Linked DNA regions of Hordeum vulgare: region 2 is linked to region 1. A link is a contact called in public Hi-C data. All regions are on one chromosome and are shown on one strand. Each heading gives the region's core, a stretch centred on a gene start, on an enhancer-like site or on the middle of the called end of the contact. The rest is flanking DNA. Distances are from core to core; before and after follow the strand shown.

The links. Hi-C and Micro-C count contacts between places; a contact is called where the count stands out from the background.
Region 2: a Hi-C map of seedling shows a contact between it and region 1, with 4 times the contacts expected there. The contact joins the promoter of LOC123430636 here to the enhancer-like site in region 1. A contact is called at or near these places in 4 of 6 Hi-C or Micro-C datasets (leaf and seedling).

What each region holds. Positions count from the first base shown.
Region 1 is chr2H:584,447,364-584,453,791 of MorexV3_pseudomolecules_assembly, forward strand. No RefSeq gene overlaps it. Among protein-coding and RNA genes, the nearest start is that of LOC123428677, 55 kb to the right of the region's middle. Within about 2 kb of position 1,573, at least 3 of the 3 cell types and tissues checked have open chromatin away from gene starts, as enhancers often do. A contact at or near this core is called in leaf and seedling, where this site is marked.
Region 2 is chr2H:584,576,290-584,582,647 of MorexV3_pseudomolecules_assembly, forward strand. It overlaps LOC123430636, which reads right to left and starts at 3,717. Exons shown (of 3, transcript XM_045114491.1): 1 at 3,196-3,717; 2 at 2,874-3,036; 3 at 381-1,102. The coding sequence starts at 3,618. The coding sequence ends at 630. It overlaps LOC123430637, which reads left to right and starts at 5,771. Exons shown (of 1, transcript XM_045114492.1): 1 at 5,771-6,358. The coding sequence starts at 5,781. The coding sequence ends at 6,266.

The DNA of each region.
Region 1 (6,428 bases), core at 323-2,822:
ACAGATCAACGATACATCAAGGCATGAGCAATACTGAACGACGATACTTCGAAGATAGCCGCATCGCCATTTTTCTCTTTTATTTTGAAATTGAAAAAGACGATATTTTGGGGATACCCATACCGAAGCCGTATCTGGTGTATCGGGGTATCGGTGAAGTACTGGACCGTGATACATAAATTTTTGAAGTATCGGTGCTTCGTAGATGCTAGGGGCAAGGCTAATAGAAGAGCCTAATGCTAGCTCTATACTAGCGACACATCATCTAAAGGCTTCACAAAAAACCACTCATACAAAGACTATAGCTATACTCCCTCCGTTCCTAAATATAAGTGTTTTAAGAGATTCCATTAAAGACTACATAGGAAGTAAAATAAATAAATTTAACTCTAAAATATGCCTATATACATCCGTATTTAGTTTGTAGTGGAATCTCTTAAAAGACATATATTTAGGAACAGAGGAAGAGTATTTAATGCTTACATGCACAGAGAGGCAAAGAAATCATACTATGATTGGTACTCCCTCCGTTCCTAAATATAAGTTTTTTAAGAGATTTCACTAAGAGTCTACATATGAAGCAAAATGACTAAATCTACACTCTAAAGTATGTGTATATGCATCTGCATGTAGTTTACTAGTGAAATCTTTAGAAAGACTTATATTTAGAAACAGAAGGAGTAGGTGCGAATAAATGTCTGCCTTTTGCTGGATTTTATTGATGTGAAACATCTTATAGTCAGAATAGGATTTATTATACTAATATTATTTAGGAACAGAAGGAGTAGGTTCTAATGGTTTTAAAGATGAAACATCTCGGCCGTCACTAAAAATGGAAGTACCTTTCGATAGTTGTTATGCGACATTTTTTACTTGAGATTCCTCCCACGTATTCTTTTGTTTTTGTAAAATCCGATTTCTCCTAGTATGTCAAGCAAGAAGAATCATCAAAACATCTTATTTTCTTGTGAGAAAAAACACCAAAACTTTTGTGGCCATGGCCTCACATTCTCGCGGGTCCACATCAGTTCCATCCAAGTTATCACCAGCAGCCTTCTGTGACATGTGTACAGCAATGACTATATTATGTCGCCATGAGTGCGTTGATCTTTACGTGATGTACGGTGCAAAGGATCTTTCTCCCTCTGATGCATCACTCTCGTTTAGTTTAGTTTTGTTATTATCGGTAACAAACAAAAGGTTTGGCTCGATGAACTGTCACCACTTGGCATAAAGTCTACACCAATCGAATAAAACAGGCAAACATTTGCAGCCCGCTAAAAACCCACGTACGTATATGTATTTCTTCTGAAAGTGAAAAACCGTTAGCACATCGTATGTTCGTCCTGCAGCTACCAACTCGTGCACGCACGTGCTAGGCGTGAGGAAGAGAATCAAGGTACACCTCATGAGATTTACGAGTTACGAGTGCGACGGGGGACACCGCGTCTCCCTCCATTTTCGTCTCTTCCCAGCTTCTTCCACAACGGGCCGCACTGTTTTCGAACAGGTTGCGCGGCGAGGGCGAGGGCGATGGCTCGACCGCAATAATCGAGCCCTGGTTTTGGACACGGCAACGATACGTCCCACGCCGCGATCTGATGCTCATCAGCTTTGTCCTTTTGGCAGGCGAGGGTGACCTCTGGGCTGTCAGACGGTGATGTTTCTTCCAGCCGAGCATCGCCATCAGCGAGCCTGCGCTGCGCGTGCCGTTGCCTGCCTCGTGCGGTCTGATCGTCTGTCTCCACGCCTCGCGGCCGTCACCGAACACGTCCAACCTCGTTCCCAGTTGTGGCATTTCCTATTTGGAGCACAGGCGTTGCATTTTTGTTAACTAACGTTCGTAAATGGGCCAGCCCATTCATACGTGGGTTTGCGATTTTTTTAAAATTCAGTGAATTTCTTTAAATATCCTTGAACTTTCTTATATTTCAATGAATATATTTTAAGGTTTATGAAATTTTCTCTGAAAATCGGTGAACCTTTTCAAAAATACGTAATTTTAGATCTTTATTGAATATCAATGAACTTTTTTAAAATTTGATGATCATATTTTTTAAATGGATGAATTATTACCAAATTTTTATGAACTTTTCAAAGGTGTATGAACTTTTTTCTCAGTTCAATGAACATCTTTAAAAAATACATGAACTTTTTTGGATTTCTATGTACTTTAAAAAAATGAACCTTTTCAAAATTGGATGAACTTTTTTTAAATTTCAATGAATTTTTTTCAAATTAATAAACTTTTTTCAAAACTGATGAACCTATTTCATAGATATGAACTTTCTTTTAAATGGATGAACCTTTTTATTTAAACCTGTAAACCGTTTTGATTTTATATTTTTATTATTGTAATAAATAAAAAATATGGGTGTTTTTTTTTTACTGGATCAGTAAAAAACAGATAAGAAAACTGGACAGCACGCTAGTGGGCTGGTCTATGCCCGCGACGCTGCAGGAGTCGGATGAAATCCCAATATATGACACGCGTTGCGTCAAAATGCCGCAGCTTCGCATAGGAAGATCGAACGGTTGTCACAATTTGGCCGACCTGTTTAACCGTTTCAGTGTTTCCCGTTTTGGAAAACCTTCTAGAGGTTTCCAGCCAGGTTTTTCCGGTTTTAAAAACTTTCTAGAAGATTCCATAAACCGGTTTTTTTTCTTTTCTTTATTCTTTTTTGTTTCTGTTTCAAAATTGTTTTCGATTTTAAAAAAATAAATTTCGGAAATTGAAAAAATGTTTCGGAATTTTAAAAAATGTTATGTACTTAGGAAATCTTTGGAATTTGAAAAAATGTTCCAGAATGTAAAAAATATATTTCGGAAGTTAAAATAATGTTTTAGAGTTTGAAAAAATGTTCCGTAATATTTCAAAATATTCTGAAATTTGCAAAAATGTGCTGGTATTTGAAACAATGTTCTGGAATTTGAATAAATGTTCCAGAATTTGAAAAAATGTTTCGTAATTTTTCAAAATATTCCGAAATTCGAAAATATGTTTTGGAATTTGAAAAATGTTCTGGAATTTAAAAAAAAGTTTGGGAATTTAAAAAATATTCCAATTTTTGAAAAAATATTCTCAAATTTTAAAAAATGCTCTGGAATTTGAAAAAATGCCCCGGAATTTGAAAAATGTTCCGGAATTTTAGAAGAATTTCCGGAATTTGAAAATTGTTTCGGAATTTAAAAAATGCTCTGGAATTTGAATTTTTTCCGGAATTTCAAAGAGCTCCGTATTTTAAAAAATGTTCCGGAATTTAAACAAATGTTCCGAAATTTGAAAAAATGTTTCCGAATTTGAAACTTCTCCAGAATTTTAGAAAACTTATCCAGAATTTGAAAACGATTTGCACATATTTTATAAAAATGCTCCTGTTTAAAAAAAATGTTCTCATAATTCAAAAAAGTCTATGCTTGCAAAATGTGTTTGCACTTTCAAATTTGTTTGAGATTTTTCAAAATTGTTCTCCTTTTCAAAATTTGGTTCTCAAGATTCAAAAAATGTTCACGCTTGTAAATTTATTAACGTTTTTTGAAATTTGTTTTCTTTAAATTCGAAAAATATTTTTGCTTTAAATAAAATACAAAGGAAAAAGCAAAAAACGAAACAAAAAAATGAAAATAACAGTGAATGTAAATAGTAACAGAAAAAATAAATAAAACTGGGCCAAACTATTAGGGGCGCCCACCCCTATGGGGCGCTGGAGCTCCCTGCCGCAATGAGCGGCAGCGGCAGGTAGGAGCTCCCGGTATCGGAACGTTAACATGCGTCCGCAATGCTGCATAGGAGCTCCCCGCGTGACCGCCTCTTTATCCACGCAAAGGCTATTTCTGGACTGTTGCGAGACTTAACTAGGCCTCGCCTCTAACGCAACGCTAAATTACTATTTCTTAATTATTGTTTTGTGGGGTACTATTTCCTAATTAGGAGGTGGATATTTTTAAAAGTGTTCATTTATGCAATTTTAGCAATCTGTTGATGTACAATTTATATTTTTATAGTATTTTTTTAGGTACTGTTCACAGTTTTAAGAATGTTCGGCCAGTTTATAAATATTCACAATTTTAAGGATGACAATTTTATTAAGTACTAATCACAATTTGAAAAATATTTTTGATAGATTCTTTTTGTCGTGTGTTTTATCTGCACTTTGTTGCATTTTCTTTTTTTATTGTTATTTATCTTCCTAATGATTTATTATTATTATTTTATATTTTAGTGAACATTTTTCAATTTTGTTAAGATTGTTTCTAAAACTGGCGGCCATTCTTTCATGGAGAGGATAACAAAGCATAACGCTAGTTTGCATGTATACGAGGCGTTATAAACTCATAATGGACTGCACTACCTAACGGCACCGCATATTAGCACTTCCGTGCGGCGGCCGCTAGCCGGTTGTCTCACACTAGCCAGTACACATGCACTGCAACTTCATCCCGACATGCACAATGCTGGTAAAGACAAATAAAAAGGCATGATCCATTAGTACTACTAAGCTAAGTATTGTCATCACTTAAAAAATAAGCTAAGTATTGCCAATAATGCGGCTAGTCCCCTCTCTTTCTCCTATGCATGCATGGGATGAAGTTAACAAGATTTCCATTAATGTTTGAAATTCAAAAAAAATTATCTACAAAACCGTTAACTCAATCGATGATCCACTTTCACCATTGTCTTTCTCGTGACGAGTTCTTCGAAACTAGATCCCATGTCGACATGTTCCGTCAACTATTTTTTTCTATTCATACTTGCCACAATTTTTTGACCGACTTATCATATTATTAACCACTTACTTGTGTGAGAAAAATAACTTGATTGACACTTTTTAATGTTGTTTCGTACAAAGCCTTGTAGCAGTTTTCATTATACATGATATACAAATATGTCATGGGTTGTGTTTGCCAATTTAAATATACCAAGTTGTCATGTTTACATACAACTTTGCCAGAAAACTATTTTGTGTGCTTGTTAGTTTAACTATGCCAAGTTGTCATATTTACAAACGACAATTAAAAAAGATTTCTTGTGGTCACCGGTTTAAAATATGTTGAGTTGTCGTATTTTTGCCGGTAATCGCCTAAAAAAAGTTGTTTGTGCTTGTCATTTTGATTATGTCAAGATGACATATTTATACGTAATTTTCAAAAATTTGATGATTAAATTATTTTTTATCAGCCAAGTAAGTACTCACTAATATGACAAGTAAATGCAACAAATTTGGTAATTACGAGCAAATAAAAAGTTATCGAAACATGTCGACATGGCATCTAGTTTTGAAGATTTTGTCGAAACAAAGTCAACGACGAAAGCGGATCATCGATCGAATTAACGGTTTAAGAGATAAAAGTTTTTGAATTCCGGTCGTTTAGAATGAATCTGCCGCACGGAATGTTCAGAATGTGATCCATAAGTATCCATCTTATAGCGCGTTGTAGCAAAGTACTGTAGCGGGATAAAGCGGAATCCTGACCCGCGAGCCCGCCGCACGGGAACGCATGCGTGCACACGCTTTAGATTAGATTTTCTCACTCATAATTAGGCACATTTAGAAAAAAAAATTATGATGTCGGCATTAGTATTAGAAATTGAAAATATCTTGGAGCTCAAACCGTCGGCCGAATTGAATAATTGTCTTCACATAAAAGATTTATCGCGATGAGACCTTAAAAACTAAATTCCACACTGGTATGTTTTGAAGCTTTTTTCAGATAAAATTTTACCCGGTCTGGACTATGTAAACCATCACGCTTACAACACATAACTTATCATGGTGTTACCGTTAGGTTACCTGGATACGTTTCAACTACTTTTTACCTGAGTCAAAAGATAGATACCATTTGTAAGTAAATTATAAGGTGTGCAATACCACCATGTACCATTGATGTTGTTCCTGGGCTGCAAGGTGAGGACCATATGCCGACCTGTCATGGCCCATTAATAAACGGAACGTTGCGGGTCGTGCCAGGCCAGACTCATTTAGGTGTGTGTCGGTTCTTGCATGTCGAGGTCAGCCCGTTGGCCACCTATAATCCGATATGTGGTGCAAAAATACCATGCTATTACACAGAAGTTACCCGGGGTAAGTTTTTGATACTTGTGATATGCATTGAATTTTTCGTGAAGAGAAACATGTGATGCAACACAATATAGATAAGTATTTCCTTCGATAGAGAACCAATGTTTAACATACCTATAAAAGTAACAACCAACCCTCGTCTTTAGTGGCTACACATAAAAGAGCAAATATTTGCACCCAACACGAACAAGAGGGTTGTCAATCCCCTTGTACTCGTTATTTACAAGCTTGTAAGTAGTGTGGTTGGTACTAGACAATTATAAATTGCAAAATAAATAAGAACAACAAGGTATTGTAGCGTTCGTAAACTTATAAGTGAATAGATCCGGGGCCATAGTTTTCCCTACT
Region 2 (6,358 bases), core at 2,467-4,966, 130 kb after region 1:
GATGTGAAATAGCAATCCTTGACCCATATGTCCTGTAAAAAAAGGGTGCCCCATTTATGTTAATTACACTCGGGTAAAATCGGAACGGACGTGTTGTTTAAACTCTTTTTTGTGTGTTCTACATAGAAAACTAGACATGATTACTCAGTATGTCTTGTGTCCTCTTTCCTCGCTGATGATTATTTACATCATGTGACTTGACATTTAAAAGAGAGCGATTTTCCCAATGCATGTGGTTTCCTAGGATCTTACAAGAAAAATAGTTTTATTACAAATTTCTCTCAAAGCACCTGGTTTCCTAGGATCTTATAAGAACACATGTTTTATTACAAATTTCTAGGTCAGAACACATTGTTGCCAAACTTTTGATGCCCTATCCAAAGCAAAAGACATGTATCCAATAGATTGCAGATCACCCATAAATGTACAAGCACTTACACAACACTGATATTCCAACATCATAGTATCACCATATTATGTTGTGGGATCTCGCAAGGTTGCACCAGTTCATATGTGCTTCTCCTTCGATGATATACACACCAAATAAAAGTTGCAGGACAAAGTTGCTTGGTCCATCTATCTCCATGTTCAAAAGCAGTTTCAAGAAATCATCTTCTCGTTGCCATCGGTCAATATAACTCGTCAACCAATTCTCCGACCAACAACGAGATGATGTCACTCTCAAGATCAGCAACTAGTAACTTCTTTTCATCATCCCCGAAACATCTCCACCGTTGGATCGGCTCAATCTCCGCCTTCACCACTGCCCAAATTGGTCTTAATGAACAATTTTGCCCATCCAACCATGCCTGGGCCGTCTCCAACAATGCCTTTCTTCGACCTAGATTTCTCGGGGTTTTATCGTCGCAAAAGAAATCAACTAGAAGCTTCTGGAAGCAGTGGATGGACCCCGAGGAGCTTGCTTCTAGGAGGTCTAGTATGCCCTGCGCTGACGCATTATCACTGTCTGCTGTGGACTCTGTTTCTGCCATGTTGTAGCTTACATCCTCCGTGGTCGTGGTAGCATCGTCCACGTCAGATATGTCTAGGTCGCCTAGCTGCTCAAATTGCCGAATTTTTTGAAGCAACTCTTGACTTGCTCCTACACAACATAAGTTTTTAATTAGCAACTGATGTATAATGATTTAAAAGATGGTGCATGATATTATGAGCTTCGTAAATAACTTGTATTATAAAAAGGGGCACTTATAAACTAACATTTGCTCCATTGGTAATGGCAGACAATATATAGACACATGGTCCATTGTTGCATGTCCGTCTTACGATAAAACTCGGTGAGCACTGAATAGTACTATGTCAATGTGAATAGTAGTATGTTAATGGGAAAACCCCATTGGATAGCAACATGGCATCATTGGCATGGCAAGTCATAACAAAACACAAGATATCCGGTCTATGCCCCATAACTATTTGGCATTGCTAGGCTGCTAGCTTAATTCTCACATTCTTTGGCTAACCAAACTCCAAATAATATAAGCCTAGGTACTCTAAGTTTGTATTGCAACATAACTTGACACGTAATAAACTCATCTAGAGCTAGCAAACCTTTTATTCATTAATAACACACTGAATAAGGGCATATCTAATGCTAGTCACCAAATGAACATAAGCAAATAGCCATCTAAAGCTCCCCCGGGATTTAAGGATGGCCTGAAGGTTTTCGGATGTCCGCACCAGTCCGTGGACATTTAAGAACTAGCGTTGAAGGCCTAAAGTGTTCTTGATAATTTCAGATTTTTTTGATGATCCACGTTGAAGATGCCCTTACTCACTACATATTGCTTTAGGTTTCTGCCCATCTCCGTGCTATATATGACACTTGACGAGCCGGTGCATGCTAAATTGTTAACTCCCAAGTATGCTCATCTAAAGAGGACAATCATAGTCGACAGCCGGTATATGCCCCTTTCGTGTTACGAAATGCTACTAATATGTGATTACTCTGGATGAGCACCAGATGGATGGTACACCTTGCATGATTACATCCACTGGCCAGCCGCTACTCGGTTGATAAGGCGATTATTCTGTCCATCATTTCGCCCCTTTCTCGCTTTTCATATTGCGTTGGAAACTTTAGAATACGACATGCTCTGTACTTTCCGATAGTGTAGGCTGCGATCGAGAATCAAGTTGTCCCCCGAGTTAACACTTGTTTAATGTGCTGATCATATACAATTCTCCACGCAACCATTATGCGTTGCTGCTCGGCCATCAACCTCACGTTTCCCCCGCTCCTTTTCTTCTTGTAGTACTGCACTACACTGTTCCTTACTTGCACGTATTTGCATCCAACGGTCTGCGCAGGAGCAATGTGCCTTGAGTTGATAAGAGGGGAGACAGGAATGGGTCACCTGATATATATTCGTGGCATGTGGTTGCCATAGCCTAATACGCCAACAGTTCGTGTGCATATATACATCGACCAGGGCATCGAACTGTACTTGATCTACATTAGTTAGGGGCCGTATCATTTGCACACGATTATTTTCTAACTAATCCGGGCTTAAGTAGGAGTACGAACCAAAAGGCGACTTTGCTGTGCTGGCGACTGCAGCACGTACGGTTAGACGGTGGAGGACGGACGAGCCGTGGTAGAAAACGTTGTGCCTGTCGATCGGTGATTACTGTCAACGATCACTACGTGATCGAGACGCCTAAGCAGCTAGCCTGATATCATCACTGTTCTAAAAAAACAAAAGCCAAAACTTAGCCTAGCCTGGTCTTACGGGCGATAAACATGTGCGAGCGCTTTGCATCAAGTGCAATTTTGCAGGGACTTGACGTAGCAGTGACAGGTTCAACGAACAGAATTCACTTCAGAACGAAGAGAAAAGAAGTGCCGAAAGCCTTACTTCGAATGTTGGCGATGCTTCGCTGGAACGTCGGCGACGCGGTCTCGTCGTCTCCATCCACGCCGTCGCCGTCGCCGTTCTCGTCCTCGTCGTCTTCATCCTGGCTGAGGAAATCCATCACCGAGACCGGGCTCAGACGCTGCTTCCGCTCCTGCTCCTGCTCCTGCTCCAAGTGTCGCGTTGCCCCGAGCCCAGCAACCTGTTAGAAGGAGGATCGCGCGATCCAATGCAAACCAACAACCAACCGGCACGAAGAACATAATTAAGCAGAAAAGGGAATGGAGACGTGAGGTGAATTCACAGGAAAAGGGTGCACTCTTACCTTTGTTTCGCTGTTACGGCGGCCGGCGAGACCTGCACCGACGTCACCCGCCTGGCCACGCTCCCGACTCCGCCCCGGCGACGAACCATCCCTCCTTCCGATGGCTGTGGTGGACGCTGAGCAGCTGGGAACCCTCCTCTCCACCGCCTCCTCGCCCCTTCTCTTCTTCCAGAAACCCATACGCAGCTTCTTCGGGAAATTCCCGGCGAGCGCGACCTCCCCCTCCCTTCCCGATGGCCGGAATAACGCGGCCCTCACCGCAGCGGATACCCTCGCCATCACGTCGCCGTTGCGCCGCGTGCTACGAAGCTCGGCGACGAGGTGGCGCGGGTAGCACCCGAAGCCGCCGCGGGAGAGCTCCGCGGTGAACTCCAGCTCAAGCCACTCCTTCAGCATCAGCGCCGGCCTCCCCTCCAACTCCATGGCTGGCACCCTGCGCTTTCTTGCACGGCTGCCCAACTGAACTGCACTCCCAGAGAATAAAATGATGTAATGTTCTGCTAGCTTGTGCCCTGATGGGCGATGGAGCAAGGAGCAAGGAGGCGAGACCTGTGTGGTCTTTGGGGGGTGGTGAACAGAGCGGCAGACGCAGACACTACAAGTAGTAATCTTTGTATATGATCTGCCGGACTGTGACACGCACGAGTTAGCCGGAGACTCGGAGTGGGATGGTTTGGGCGGTAGTGCAGTAAAATTTTGTTTGGAAGCTGGAGGTGCAGAGGATGTTTGCACTTGGCATTGTCAGGCCAGGGATTAAGAAGCGTGTCGCATCGGTTTCGGGGAGGTTGCAGCCAAAACAGTGTATGCATCGGATGCTTAGGCTGTTTTCACGCACTGTTTGTCGTGTTTGGCGGTGTCTTAATAAGAGCTTATGTGAGCAAATGGATTAGAATGACCGTGCAAAGTAGTAAAGGATAAGCTAGGGGTTAGTACTGAAAAATGATTTTGGATCAGTTGATGCGTTATCAACCGTCGGATGCAAAATTAATGGCTAGATCGTCTTCTTCAACCTCCTGTCAATGATCAGGCGTGTTTCTTATTTGTGAGTCCCACAATCATATTTCTTATTTTCTTCATGATATGTCCGATTGCTTTCATGTAATTGGTGAAGAGTAAGAGAGGGAAAGAAAAGAACGAATAAAGAAAAAGAAAAGTGGTTCGGGGTGAGGTCGCGTCCTACGTGACGGACTGACCGGGCACGTCCGGGCCGCGAGCCCTTATATCTTCTCTATATTTGATATGTATATGGTTATGAGGGTTCACGGACAGCCCGAACGTATAGGGATGATATAAGGGGTCATTAACCAGACGCGTCCACGGGCGTATGAAGGGAAGTTTGAGGTGTCCGGTTGTAGATGCTCTTAATTAGCTAAAATTATATAAAATTTTCTCTAAAATACGAGTTTTCTTTACTATACACACTTTATTAATCAATAAAACAATGTACAATTGCACACATACATGTGAAATCTAGCAGAAAGATCAAGACATGATAGATGTCGAGATAAAATTCTAGAATGAACTCCACATAAAAATATATTACAAATGAGCCCATCGGAGTCCCTGCAAACAACCAAATATGAAATTGCCATCGAACATCAATGCCGCCGAGACGCACATCGAAAGAAGAGGCAAAACACCAGCAAACCAAAATCCGGACCAGCATCATAGCCTTGTAGGCGTTGTGAGCCAAAGATCAGACCTGCATAACATGCACTTGACGATGTGACGTGTCAGTCGAGGATGTTCCCCACACTGACCTAAAATTAGATCCGACGCATCTTGTCACTATTGCCGCAAAAAAACGCCATCGTCGAACCACCAACCATGTACTAGCACTAATATGTCCCACTTATCGGCGCCGCCGTAAAAAACGGCAACCATTGGACATAGAAAGCATAGGGCCCACCGCTTTGAACCAACGGCAAGCAGACGAGGCCATCAACTTAGCGGCGCCATAGAAAAAAAAAACATCTTCATGGGAGGAATAGACTAAGGGCAACTTATTAGACACAACATTAATCTCACCAAATTGATATTATTAGACGAAGACGAAACACTAAACCTATAGAATAACAGGAAGAGAAAATGGGAGCCCACCCCTCTCCACCAGCCGCCAGAGCAGCGGAGGAAGAGGGTTGGAGGCCACCGTTCACGACGTCTAACGGCGACACCAACCATCGCCTTTGCGGACGGTTTGCTTTCATGAAAGTGAACACGTTTGAGTAGGTCCAGTTGTGTGACCGAGCGTTTAGGGGAGTTTTATCAGTTTACTAGCGCAAAGCTACAAGGCATATTTATCTTAGTGTTATTTAGTAATTAAACTGCTTCCTCCATTCGTAAATATAAGTATTTTTAGCGATTTTACCAAAGAATTATGTATGGAGCAAAATGAATGAATTTATATTTTAAAATATATCTATATACATTCGTATATAATCTTTTAATGATATATTTGAAAACTAAGAGAGTAGTACCTAACTATAGCAGTTTTCTTTGTAAGGAAATCACATCCATGCTGTCATGCACTCCTGGGCCGCTGAGAAACACTTTTCTAGGGCGAACATGCGTCCAAGCAACAAAAAATGAGCAAAAGGCTTCCAAAGCCTCGGCCTGAGTCGATGTTTTTCTTGAGGCAGGACCACCTCCGTCTGCCCATGGAACTTGCCAGAGGAATCCGAACTCGCCGTGGCAAATCCTGCGTCTCGCTTGGCACGCAAAGCGCAGAGCGCGCTGAGTGGAGCTCCGTGCCGGGCAGAGCTGGCTTCTTGTACCGGCCCAAAAAATTTAGGGACAAGTGCCGGCCGGCGGGTTCAAATACGGCTGAAACGTCCGGCCCGATCGCCCCACCGCTCTACGTGGCCGGCGGTGCTTGGTTGGGCGATAGGGGCGCTCGCGTGCGGCGGAAGCCGCGCGCTGGGGCATGGAGATCTGCGGTGAGGGTATATGTGCGCGGACGAGGTGGGTGGGCGCGCTCCGCGCGTGGCGGTGGAGTCCGGGGCCGGCACCCTACGGACTCACCTGCCCGTGTTGAACTCCCCAGGATTCCCTTCTTGGCTCGATTCGTATGAGCCGGGGCTGGCTAGCTCAGCCAGGCTTAATGGAACCTGTTTGAAGAAAAACAGGTTAAAAGTCAACATCTATATTTTGTTTGGTTGTTCAC